Linked DNA regions of Sus scrofa: region 1 is linked to region 2. Evidence: chromatin contacts called from public Hi-C data. All regions are on one chromosome and are shown on one strand. Each heading gives the region's core, a stretch centred on a gene start, on an enhancer-like site or on the middle of the called end of the contact. The rest is flanking DNA. Distances are from core to core; before and after follow the strand shown. Region 1 overlaps ATAD2B (ATPase family AAA domain-containing protein 2B). Region 2 holds the start of FKBP1B (peptidyl-prolyl cis-trans isomerase FKBP1B).

The links. A called contact is a pair of places that touch in the nucleus more often than the background predicts.
Region 1: a contact with region 2 is called in a Hi-C map of liver, with 3 times the contacts expected there. The contact joins the enhancer-like site here to the promoter of FKBP1B in region 2. A contact is called at or near these places in 1 of 5 promoter capture datasets (liver), 4 of 47 Hi-C or Micro-C datasets (embryonic fibroblasts, heart right ventricle and liver) and 2 of 2 datasets of contacts at active chromatin or transcription factors (alveolar macrophages and skeletal muscle).

The regions. Positions count from the first base shown.
Region 1 is chr3:114,734,584-114,739,375 of Sscrofa11.1, reverse strand. The region is part of intron 1 of ATAD2B (ATPase family AAA domain-containing protein 2B); the gene reads right to left. Among named protein-coding and RNA genes, the nearest start is that of ATAD2B, 15 kb to the right of the region's middle. Within about 2 kb of position 3,410, at least 1 of the 83 cell types and tissues checked has an H3K27ac peak or open chromatin away from gene starts, as enhancers often do. A contact at or near this core is called in liver, where this site is marked.
Region 2 is chr3:114,632,924-114,638,289 of Sscrofa11.1, reverse strand. It overlaps FKBP1B (peptidyl-prolyl cis-trans isomerase FKBP1B), which reads left to right and starts at 2,090. Exons shown (of 4, transcript XM_021087779.1): 1 at 2,090-2,172. It overlaps WDCP (WD repeat and coiled-coil-containing protein), which reads right to left and starts at 2,033. Exons shown (of 4, transcript XR_002342822.1): 1 at 1,907-2,033.

The sequences.
Region 1 (4,792 bases), core at 2,161-4,660, 100 kb before region 2:
TTCAAGACCCATCTCTCCCTCAAAATCTTACCTGAATAATCTAACCTAAATCGCCCTCTTCCCTTTGTAGCTGCAACTCTCCATTCTGGCACTTGATAATATCAAATTTAGCATTATATACTTACCATTTTTTAAGATGGCACATCCAAGTCTTGAGGTTCAAGCAAGATTTTAAGTTCTTTAATTATAAAAGATACACCACTTCTTTTGAATTCCAGACGATATAAAGCAAAACAAACAAACAAAAAAAAAGGGCACGATTTCCCCAACCTCCCAAGTTTGTTCAGGACATTTTTAGGAAGGTCCATGGTCAAATACATCTAAGAAATGATGAGGTCCAAGGTTTTTCACTTGACTTCTATGAGTCTTTAATATGTTAATATGCAGTACAAATCTCTGAAGTATGGAAGATACTATATAATATTTCACAAACTTATTTGATCAAGCTCTTTTTTCATGGAGCATCTGTAGGTACTGAAGTTTCAAAAACACACTCTAGGAGTAAGTACTGTGTGCATATTGAATTAAAGACAAAATAGTCATGTTTTAAATAATGTGAGTTATATAACTCTTTGAATATCAATTTAAATGATTTTGTATGTTTATTAGTCATTCTCCCATATGCTACCAACTTTTTACAGCTCCATTCAGGAGTATCTCTCAAAGTATGTTCTACATACTAACTGAATCAGAATGTACCTGAATTTCTCATTAAAGAAACATAACCTGCTAAACTAGAATCTCTGGAGATGGGATATTTTAAATGAGGGCCTCTAAATGATTCTTAGTACACAAAAGTCTGGGGACCTCTGGCATATAAAACAATTTAAGTATAAAATATGATGCACATCATCCTAACTGCTGCACTATATTAATGTACTACTATCATAATGAAAGGGTTTCAATCTTGACTTGGCTCAGTGACAAAGACCTCAGAATAAATAGCACTACAAAAGCATCCTTCCAAAAAAAAAAAAAAAAAAAGAAAAAAAGATTCCTTCCCTCCAAAGAAATCTAGGGATTTCAGTAAAGCAAATAACCAAGATGTAAATACTACAAAATAATTACTTCAATGCCATTTAATTAACCTCAAGCTTTGGGAGAGCTTTTACCTACAAACCTGATACTAACAGTTCGTCTTTAATGGGATGATCATAATGCTCAACTTTAACTTCTTCAAAGCATTTTACTAGTTAATTATAAACTAACCCTTTGAAAAAAGGCGTTGCCAGTTTCGGGACAAAAATATTTAAAAGGGATTATGCAATCTACCCACAGACATTTAGTAATATGTGTCAGAGTGATTACAACCCATGAGCAAGAAAGGCATTCAAACTAAGGGAATAATTTCATTTAACAAACATCTGTTGAACACCTACTGTGATTATAAGACATGGGAGGGAGGCAATGGTAAAAAAAAAAAAAAAAAAAAAAGATTAAAACCTATTTAAACCCAGTACACAATCTATTTGACAAATAGTTTCTCATGGCATAAGGCATATTATAGTAAGTACTCTAACAGAAATACACAATTCTCTGAAAGAAAAAATAACAGCTAGCAGAGATGAAGAAAGACATAAATAATGTGCTGTTTATTTTGTAACAACATAATAATGGAATACCTAAAACAGTCAGAAGAACATGATTCAAGGATAAGAGAACTTATAAGAGTTATTATATGCTATTATATAATAGTGTCAAATGCTACAGAAAGTAAACGTACAATGAAGTTAAGTCATCCCCACCTAGGTGACTTTCTAACTAATCTTCTAAAATAGGTAGAAAATTTTTCCAATTTGTAAAAACGATTTTCTCCCTGAATCTCAGAACTTCTTTCCCTTTTTTTTTTTCCTTTTTGTCTTTTTAGGGCCATACCAACCAGCATATGGAAGTTCCCAGGCTAGGGTTGAATTGGAGCTGTACCTGCCAGCCTACACCATAACCATAGTAACAAGCCGTGTCTGTTACCCATAGCACAGCTCATGGGAATGCCCCATCCTTAACCCACTGAGCAAGGAAGGCCAGGGATCTAACCCGCATCCTATAATGGATACTAGTTGGGCTCATTACCACTGAGCCACGATGAGAACTCCTAGAATTTCTTAAACCATACTCATCAGTTACCACATATACCGAACACCATTCTACCATAAATCTCATACAATTAAGTAGAAGAACTTGAGAATAACAAAAGAGTTTATGCTGCCCTGGCTTTCAGGGAAGCTTCCTGCCCAGATCAGAATTTGTTAGAAATCTAAAACCTTGACTTTAGTATAAAGCCAAAAGGACATATCCAATTACAGCATTAAAAATGAGAAATTAGGAAATAAATGAATTAGCAGACCAATTCAAGTCTTAATGGCAGATTCATCTAGAATTGTAAAAGTAGAAAATAAGAAACTGATTCCAGAAAGCAGAATAACTAAAAGATTAGTGGCATCAGTATTCAAAATAAAGACAAGGCAGGTGTAAAAAGCTGCTGTGTTTTAGGAGCTGTGAAAGAAGGCCAGGAGACAGATACTGAAAGAATTGTAACAATGATTTCTGATTTCAAAAGTTAGCTTCAGAATTCTAGCCAAAAACCTACAGAGATGTCTATCAGACTGTGGGAAACAGTTCTGAGACAGAATGATGTGAGGACTAGACATGGATATGAAATAGTAATAAAAGGGCCATAGGTAATATATAGAATGAGAAAACAAGAGGGCAGAAGGCAAGACCTTGGGAAAATACATTAAAAGAGCAAGCAGAAAGAATCCCGTATAAACTAGACAAAAATACAGTGTCTCACTCAAATGGGGGGAGGGAGTGGAAATTGATTCCAAAAAGACTAAACAGGAGTTAATCTGATAAACCCAAACCTGTGGACTGGTAATTAGGTCACTGTAACTTCTGAAAGAGCAATTTCTGCTGAGGTAGAAATCACTAAGTGAAGAACTGAGTGACTGATGAGAATATACAAGTGATAATTAAAGAGTTACTTGAACAAGAAGTGTCAGAATTAAGAAGAAATAAGACAACAGTCTAAAAGAGGTTACAAAGTCAAAGGATTTTCTTTTAAAAAAAAAAAAAAAAAAGACCTGGTTTCTTGTAAATAGAAGGGAACCACAGAAGAAAATAAAATTTTAAAGAGCAAGATAATTCTGATGAGAAAAAGATCCCCAAAGAGACAAGAAAAAACGCAACAGGAACCTTATTTTCTCCCCCTCCCCACCCCCGACCCCTGCCCCCACCACCCCACCCCAGGTTAGATCAGAAAGTTTAAGGGTGCAATCAATCTTTTCCAATTTCCTTTAAGAGACAGCTTTTTTTTTCTACCTTTTTAAAAATTAAGTACTCCTGTTTTCATGAGAAAGCTTAAAAGCGCAATCAACGTCTTTTTCTTTCATTTGTAAAAAGAATTCAGAGAGGCAGCAGTTACCATGACTTCAGAAAACAAAACTCACATGGTTGTTTATTTTCTTGGAGCCAATACGATTCTACAAACTCCTAAAACTTCAGGCACACAAAATGTCCTAAGATTTCCTCAAATATCCCAGGAGCAATGGCTTACTAGATTAATATTTCTAAACAATCATCATGAAAGAATACAGAAAGGGGAAAAAATGTATAGAAATAAGTTGAGGAGTTGTAAAAAGATAAAAAGTCTATTATAGTTTAAAATGCTGTTTTCTTTCTAGAAGACAAATTATCTGAAAATATTTCATTACTTAAAGTGAGAAAAAGACAATGTGGGTACTGAAAAATGCCACAGACTTAACAGCTGGACGGAACCAATCTCATAGTACAGTATTAGGACTGTAATCAAAAACTGCTGTTTACCTCATAAGATTCTTAGAATCAGGTGAGGAAGTATAAGCAAAAAATATTATACCCAAAGCCTGACAGTGGATACATTCTCAAGTAAAAATACTTGTTTGGCTTTGTGGTATTAACACAACTCTATCAGCTTATTAATTCTCTTCAGTGTTCATTCCTTCTGCAAACAAAATTCATTAACACCTATTATTATGTTAGATACTAAGATACCTGATGATAAAACAGTCTCTGCCCTTCAAGAAAGCTAAAATCTAATCCTTTAAATCTTCCAGTAAAAGGCATATGAAAAGCTAAAAGTGATGAGGGCATTGAGAGTGGGGTATATATTGATTTAGCCTATTTTATAGAACAATTTGGCAAAACCTATAAAAATTTAAAATGCATTACAGCAAAGAATGAAATAGTGCCTTTTGCAGCAACATGGATGAAACTAGAGATCATACTAAGTGAAGTCAGAAAGAGAAAGACAAGAGTTCCCATCGTGGCGCAGAGGTTAACAAATCCAACTAGGAACCACAAGGTTGCGGGTTCAATCCCTGCCCTAGCTCAGTGGGTTAAGGATCTCGCGTTGCCGTTGAGCTGTGGTGTAGGTTGCAGACACGGCTCAGATCCCGCATTGCTGTGGCTCTGGTGTAGGCTGGCAGCTACAGCTCCAATTAGACCCCTAGCCTGGGAACCTCCATATGCCGAGGAAGCGGCCCAAGAAATGGCAAAAAGACAAAAAAATAAAGAGAGAGACAAAGACAAATACCATATGATATCACTTATATGTAGAATCTAAAGAAAACTACACAAATGAACTTATTTACAGAACAGAAACAAATCCATGGACTTTGAAAACAAATTTATGGTTACCAAAGGCATGGACTGGGAGTTTGGGACTGGCATATGCACACTCTTGTATACGGAAAGGATGGTCAATAGAGACCTGCTGAATAGCACAGGTGACTCTACCCAATGTTCTGTAATAATC
Region 2 (5,366 bases), core at 841-3,340:
TATGTGAGAAATTTAGTATTAGATGTGCTTCATTTAAGATGTATATAGGGTTAGAGTTCCTGCTGTGGTGCAACTGGATTGGCAGTGTCTTGGAAGCACTGGAACCTAAGGTTAGATCCCTGGCACAGTGGATTAAGGATCCGAGGCAGTTGCGGCTTAGATCACAGCTACGGCTCAGATATGATCCCTAGCCTGGGAACTCCATATGCTGTCAGAAGGCCAAAAAAAAAACAGGAAACAAAAACAAAAGAAGATGTATATAGTGTAGCATTGCACCTTAGACAGAGGTAAGGATTTGGGAGTCATTGCCATAGAGCTAGCTGCTAATGAAACATCAGAGAACAAAGATAACGAAGGTTAAAATGACCTTCGAGCATTCCCCAGTTATTTTTCATCTTTTAAGACATTTATATTTTGCTTAAAGCTAACTGTATACCTGTTGGGTCTCTCAACCCTCACTATAAGATTTCTCAAATAAGGAGCTCTGGGTGTTTTAGGGAGAGAAAAGTCAACTCTATTAGTTCAGGGGAGAGGCGGTCTGAACCAAGACCTGGTGTTCAGTCTATGACCATTTAATTCTTTTTTTTTTTCTTTCTTTCTTTTTGGGACCGCACCTGCTTCAATTGCAAGTACCCAGGCTGGGGGGCTAATCAGACCTGCAGATGCAGGCCTATGCCACAGCCAGAGAAACACTGGATACAAACTACATCTGTGACCTACACCACGGCTGTCGGCAATGCTGGATCCTTAACCCACTGAGCAAGGCCAGGGATGGAACCCATATCCTCATGGATACTAGCAGGGTTCTTAAGTCACTGAGCCACAATGGGAACCCCCAATTTTTTTTTTTTAATCTTTTTTTTTTTTTGGTCTTCTTTTTTGTCTTTTCTAGGGTTGAACTTGCGGCATATAGAGGCTCCCAGGATAGGGGTCTAATCGGAGCTGTAGCTGCCAGCCTACGCCAGAGCCACAGCAATGTGGGATCCAAGCCGCATCTTCAACCTATTATCACAGATCAAGGCAAAACGCTGGATTGTTAACCCACTGAGCAAGGCCAGGGATCAAACCTGCAACCTCATGGTTCCTAGTCAGATTTGTTAACCACTGAGCCAGGATGGGTACTCCTGTTTTAAATCTTTTAAGACAAATTATAGTGACAATCAAGTGGCTTAGGTGAACTGGAGCACTTCCAGTAGGTTTAAATAGAGTTACATACTCCCCAATTTGTTTTTCTAAGTTTATTGTGTTTTCACTGTAAAATAACTCCAAATTCTTTACATTTACTATTGTTTTAAATTAACACACAAGAAAGGTAAAAAGGCAAATTCACACACACACACACAAAAAAAAATTCAGAGAAAATTATGACTACATCTCTCCAGATTTCTATGCAGTTTGGGTTAAACTTTTTCAATCATACTGTACAACTTCACATTACGACTTTCCACCTCACACTGCATATTAGCATTTCTTATTTAAAAGTTTTATAAATTACTTTTAGAAGCCACTTAATATTCACTTTCCCAAACTGCTGAAGCAATTCCATAATTTTTTCTTACTTGTGAAATACCTGGTTATAGTTATAGCCAACGTTATCCTTTTATAAATACCGCTGGAATAAAAGTGTTTATGCATAAAGCATATCATTCATTTTGAAGGGCTTTCTTAGGACAGATCCCAGAAGTGTTAGTCGAGAATCACAGAGAATATATTCTCAGGTCTAAACCCACCCCCTGCTCATCCGCATCCACCAGTCCTTCTCACGTGCCCCTCCAGCAATCTCCCCACACCTGTAACACATCCTTTCCTCCCCGGTCCCCCAAAGTGCGGGTCCTTCCACCTCTCTCCCCGCCCACCTACAGCCTCCCCACACAGGCCAGGCCCTGGATCAGTGGAGGCAAAATACCTCTGGTCTCACCGCCCCACAGAAAGTCGCTCTCCCCAGGGGCGCCCAGGTCCACAGACCGCGGATCCGACTCCCTGAGCCGGTACCGGAAGCACCGCTCGCAAGCCCCTGATAGGTGAGCGGTGGCTGGGCAAGCGCAGCAACGACCCATCTCTATTGGCTGTTCTTTGTGTCCTGTTAGGAGAGGGTCCTTCCCACTGGCCAATAAGCTCCGGCTTTGCCGCACGGACTTCTGGGAGTTGTATTCACGGTGCAGACCACCGACGGTAAGCCTGCCACAATTCCGTGAGAGGTTTAGCGCTTTCCCTCATTTTCCCATCGGGTCTTTTAGTCTAAGAAGGCGTCTGGGCGCTCTACAGTCAACACGGTTTTTTAACCTTTTTTTTGGGGGGGTGGAGGAAGGGGGTTGAGAAGGAGTTGAGGACCTCTTTAAAATATGATAAAATCGCCTCAGAGCAAGTGTTCTCGTCCATACACCAAATAGTGGCATTTAACTGAAGCCGCTTCGTGGACCTGTCCCAATTACAAACCCCTGTTTCTACACTAACCGCAAAAGTGCCTGCCCATGGCCACAGCTCAAGGAGATTCCCTGGGAGATTCTGGGCCACACTTTGGAAATTCAGATCCTGACTCTCACAGTACAGTTGACCATCATGTTTCTTGAACAACACTGGCAGTCCTCCTTCAGGGATGCTGATAACCTGACGTCTCTGCCCTAACCATCTGGGAGAGTTGGGGAGGGGATATGTGGAAGAACAATACCTCTAGGGCCCACATCTGATTTGCTCAGGCTTTTCTCCTCCTGTTTATCTTCCAGCGCCACTTGTCGCTGTCATGTTAATTTCTGCAACAGTGCAGAGAAGAATGGGGGGGCGGGAGAAAATTTAAAGTCCAATACATTTGTCAAGCAAATGCTACCTCCTCCAAAAAATAATATTTCCGGATTCCTGGATCTCCTATGGGTGGAGGTGAAGGGCCCAGCGTGGAGGAGGAGCTCAAGGTACAACTTACTCATCATTCATTCATTCATCCCACAGCACGAATCACTCCACGCTGTAACTGTGTGTGTCTCCATCTGTCACAGATTCAATTCTTCAAGGAAGCGATTCTGTCTTAATTCAGTTGGTATCCCCAGGGCACAGTTCTCGGTCTTGAAAGGTGGGAACCCACCTATGCGTGGGTCAGAATTATTCGAGATGGAGAATGGGGGTTTAGGGTGGGTGGGGAAAGGTCAGTAATGATTGGTTTCTTCTCCCCCCCACCCCCAGTCCCCAGCCCCCAGCTTGTCCCTACAGCCTAGATGGGACCATCCTCTCTGGTCCTTCCATAACGTTCTGAATTCTACGGCAGTGAACATGTCTAATTAAAATGTTGGTTTGTTGCCAACCTTTCCCCTCCCCCTCCAGTCTATGAGACCGGGTTGACTCCCGGAGCTTAACACAGAGTAGGTGCTAGATAAACATGTGTTAAACAGATGGATGCATAAATGGATAGATGGATAGATAGCTGGATGGGTGGATGGATGGATGGGTGGGTGGATGTGCTAGTATCTGCTTGCTTCCTTCGACATTCTCCCCAGTCGGTGGGTTAAAGCACATTAGCCTGGTCAAGCTGCCGAGCAGCCGCGTCAGGGTCCCTTCCCCGGGGCCCCGCCCTGGTCGACCCCACCTTTCCGCGCCGCTCCGCCCCGCCGCCCCCTTCCCGGTGGCCCCTCCCCGCGCAGGTCCCGACTCCAGCCGCACCTCCTCCGACTCTGCAGTGGCGGCGGGGGAGGCGAGCCGGAGCGCCAGCGGGCCAGGGCCGGAGCCGAGCCGGGGTCGGGGCAACAGCAGGGACCCTCGGAGGCGGGGCCAGTGGGACCGCGATGGGCGTGGAGATCGAGACCATTTCCCCGGGAGACGGTACCGGGTGGCGGAGCCGGGGGAGGAGGAGGGGTCTCGGGGCGGAGCCCGGCGGGCGGGGGGCAGATTCCGAGGTGGCGCGGAGGGTGCTGAACAGGGGAAGCGGGCCTAGGATGGGGGCGGCGAGAGAAGACCCCAGACAGAACTGCTCGGGGTCTAGCAGACATCCTTCGCCATCCCCTTCCGCGTCTGCTCACCTAGAGGAACGAAGGCTGCGGCTGGGAGGCTGGGGTCTGCGGCCCGCCACCGCCCCGAGGGCCTCAGGCTGCTCCTGGCGCGGCTGGAACCGCTCGGTTATCCGCTACTGCTGATTTCCCAGGGCCGCGTTTTAGCTCCGCCTTCCCTGTCCTGCTGAGTGAGCTCTGGAAACAGGGGAAAGAACATGTTTGGGGTCTCTTCTGCTTGGGGCAGCCCCCTTCTAACGCCCTCGCCGCCGGGCCTCTGATCCGGCGGTCCCTGGGATCTGGGTGGTGAGGCGTTGTGGGGGTCGAGCCAGTCTGGAAAGGGAGGAGCACTTTCCCCGCTGCCTCTGCATCTTGCTTTATCCTCTCTGCCCCACTCAGCCTCTCTGGCCATCCTGTTCACTCACATTGCTTTCATTATGGGCTGCAACCCAATGGCCTCCAAACTTAAGCCTCTAGCCCAGACCTCCAATCTGAGTTCACGGTAGTCCCTTTATCCAGCTGCTGCTCAGCCTCTATCTGGATGTCCCATGGATCCCTGAAAGTCGGCAAGTCCAACGCCGAACTCATGCTCCTTGTCTTCCCCACTCCCAGGCTCTCCTCTCTGTTCTCTCTTTCCTGCCACGGGATTGGCACCACTTACTTTCCCAAGCCAGACATTCCAGGCATCACCCTTGTGTAATCGAGTCTGGATGAGCAAGGAGTAGCTATTTCTTTATTTTTTTTAAAGCAACCGTAAGTCAGACTGCTGCCGCAGCAGGATTTGACAGACAGACTGCACCTCAGACATTACTGGCATCCCTATACCCCCAGAAAAGTTGAGGTAACTCGGTTCCAGGCCACCTTCCTTATTGAAAAATAGTGGTCCCTAGAAGTCCCAGCCACATCCTTGGTTCACCAATGGGCTACAGGCTTCTTTTTCTGTGCTTATCTCCTTAAGGCCCTATCACACCCCCCGGGAACTGCCATAGAGTTCTACCTCGAGTCTGGAGACCTCTTCTTCCTTCCCTGGCTCAAGAAACCTTTAGAGTTTTCTCTCCCTATCCTCCCTCCCTGGCGAGGGACAGGTGGGATTTTTTCTTGAAAAGGATCAGATTTTTAGGCAAAGCCTGGAGGAGCTTTGGCTTTCTGCTTTTAGCTCATTCTAAACCCCTGAGTCAAGGAAGCACACAAGGGCCAGCTACCGTGCTGTAACCTAGAAGGGAGAAGGTACCAATTAATATTTCAGCAGCTAAGCTGCCATGCCAGGGATGCTGGTCTTTGTCAGGCCCACAGCAATCCTGCTAAATTCTCCTGCTGAATATCTCAAGGCTCCATCTCCTTAACCCCTGCCCTAGTTCAGGCCACCATCATCTCTCATCTAGATTTCTGTGCAGT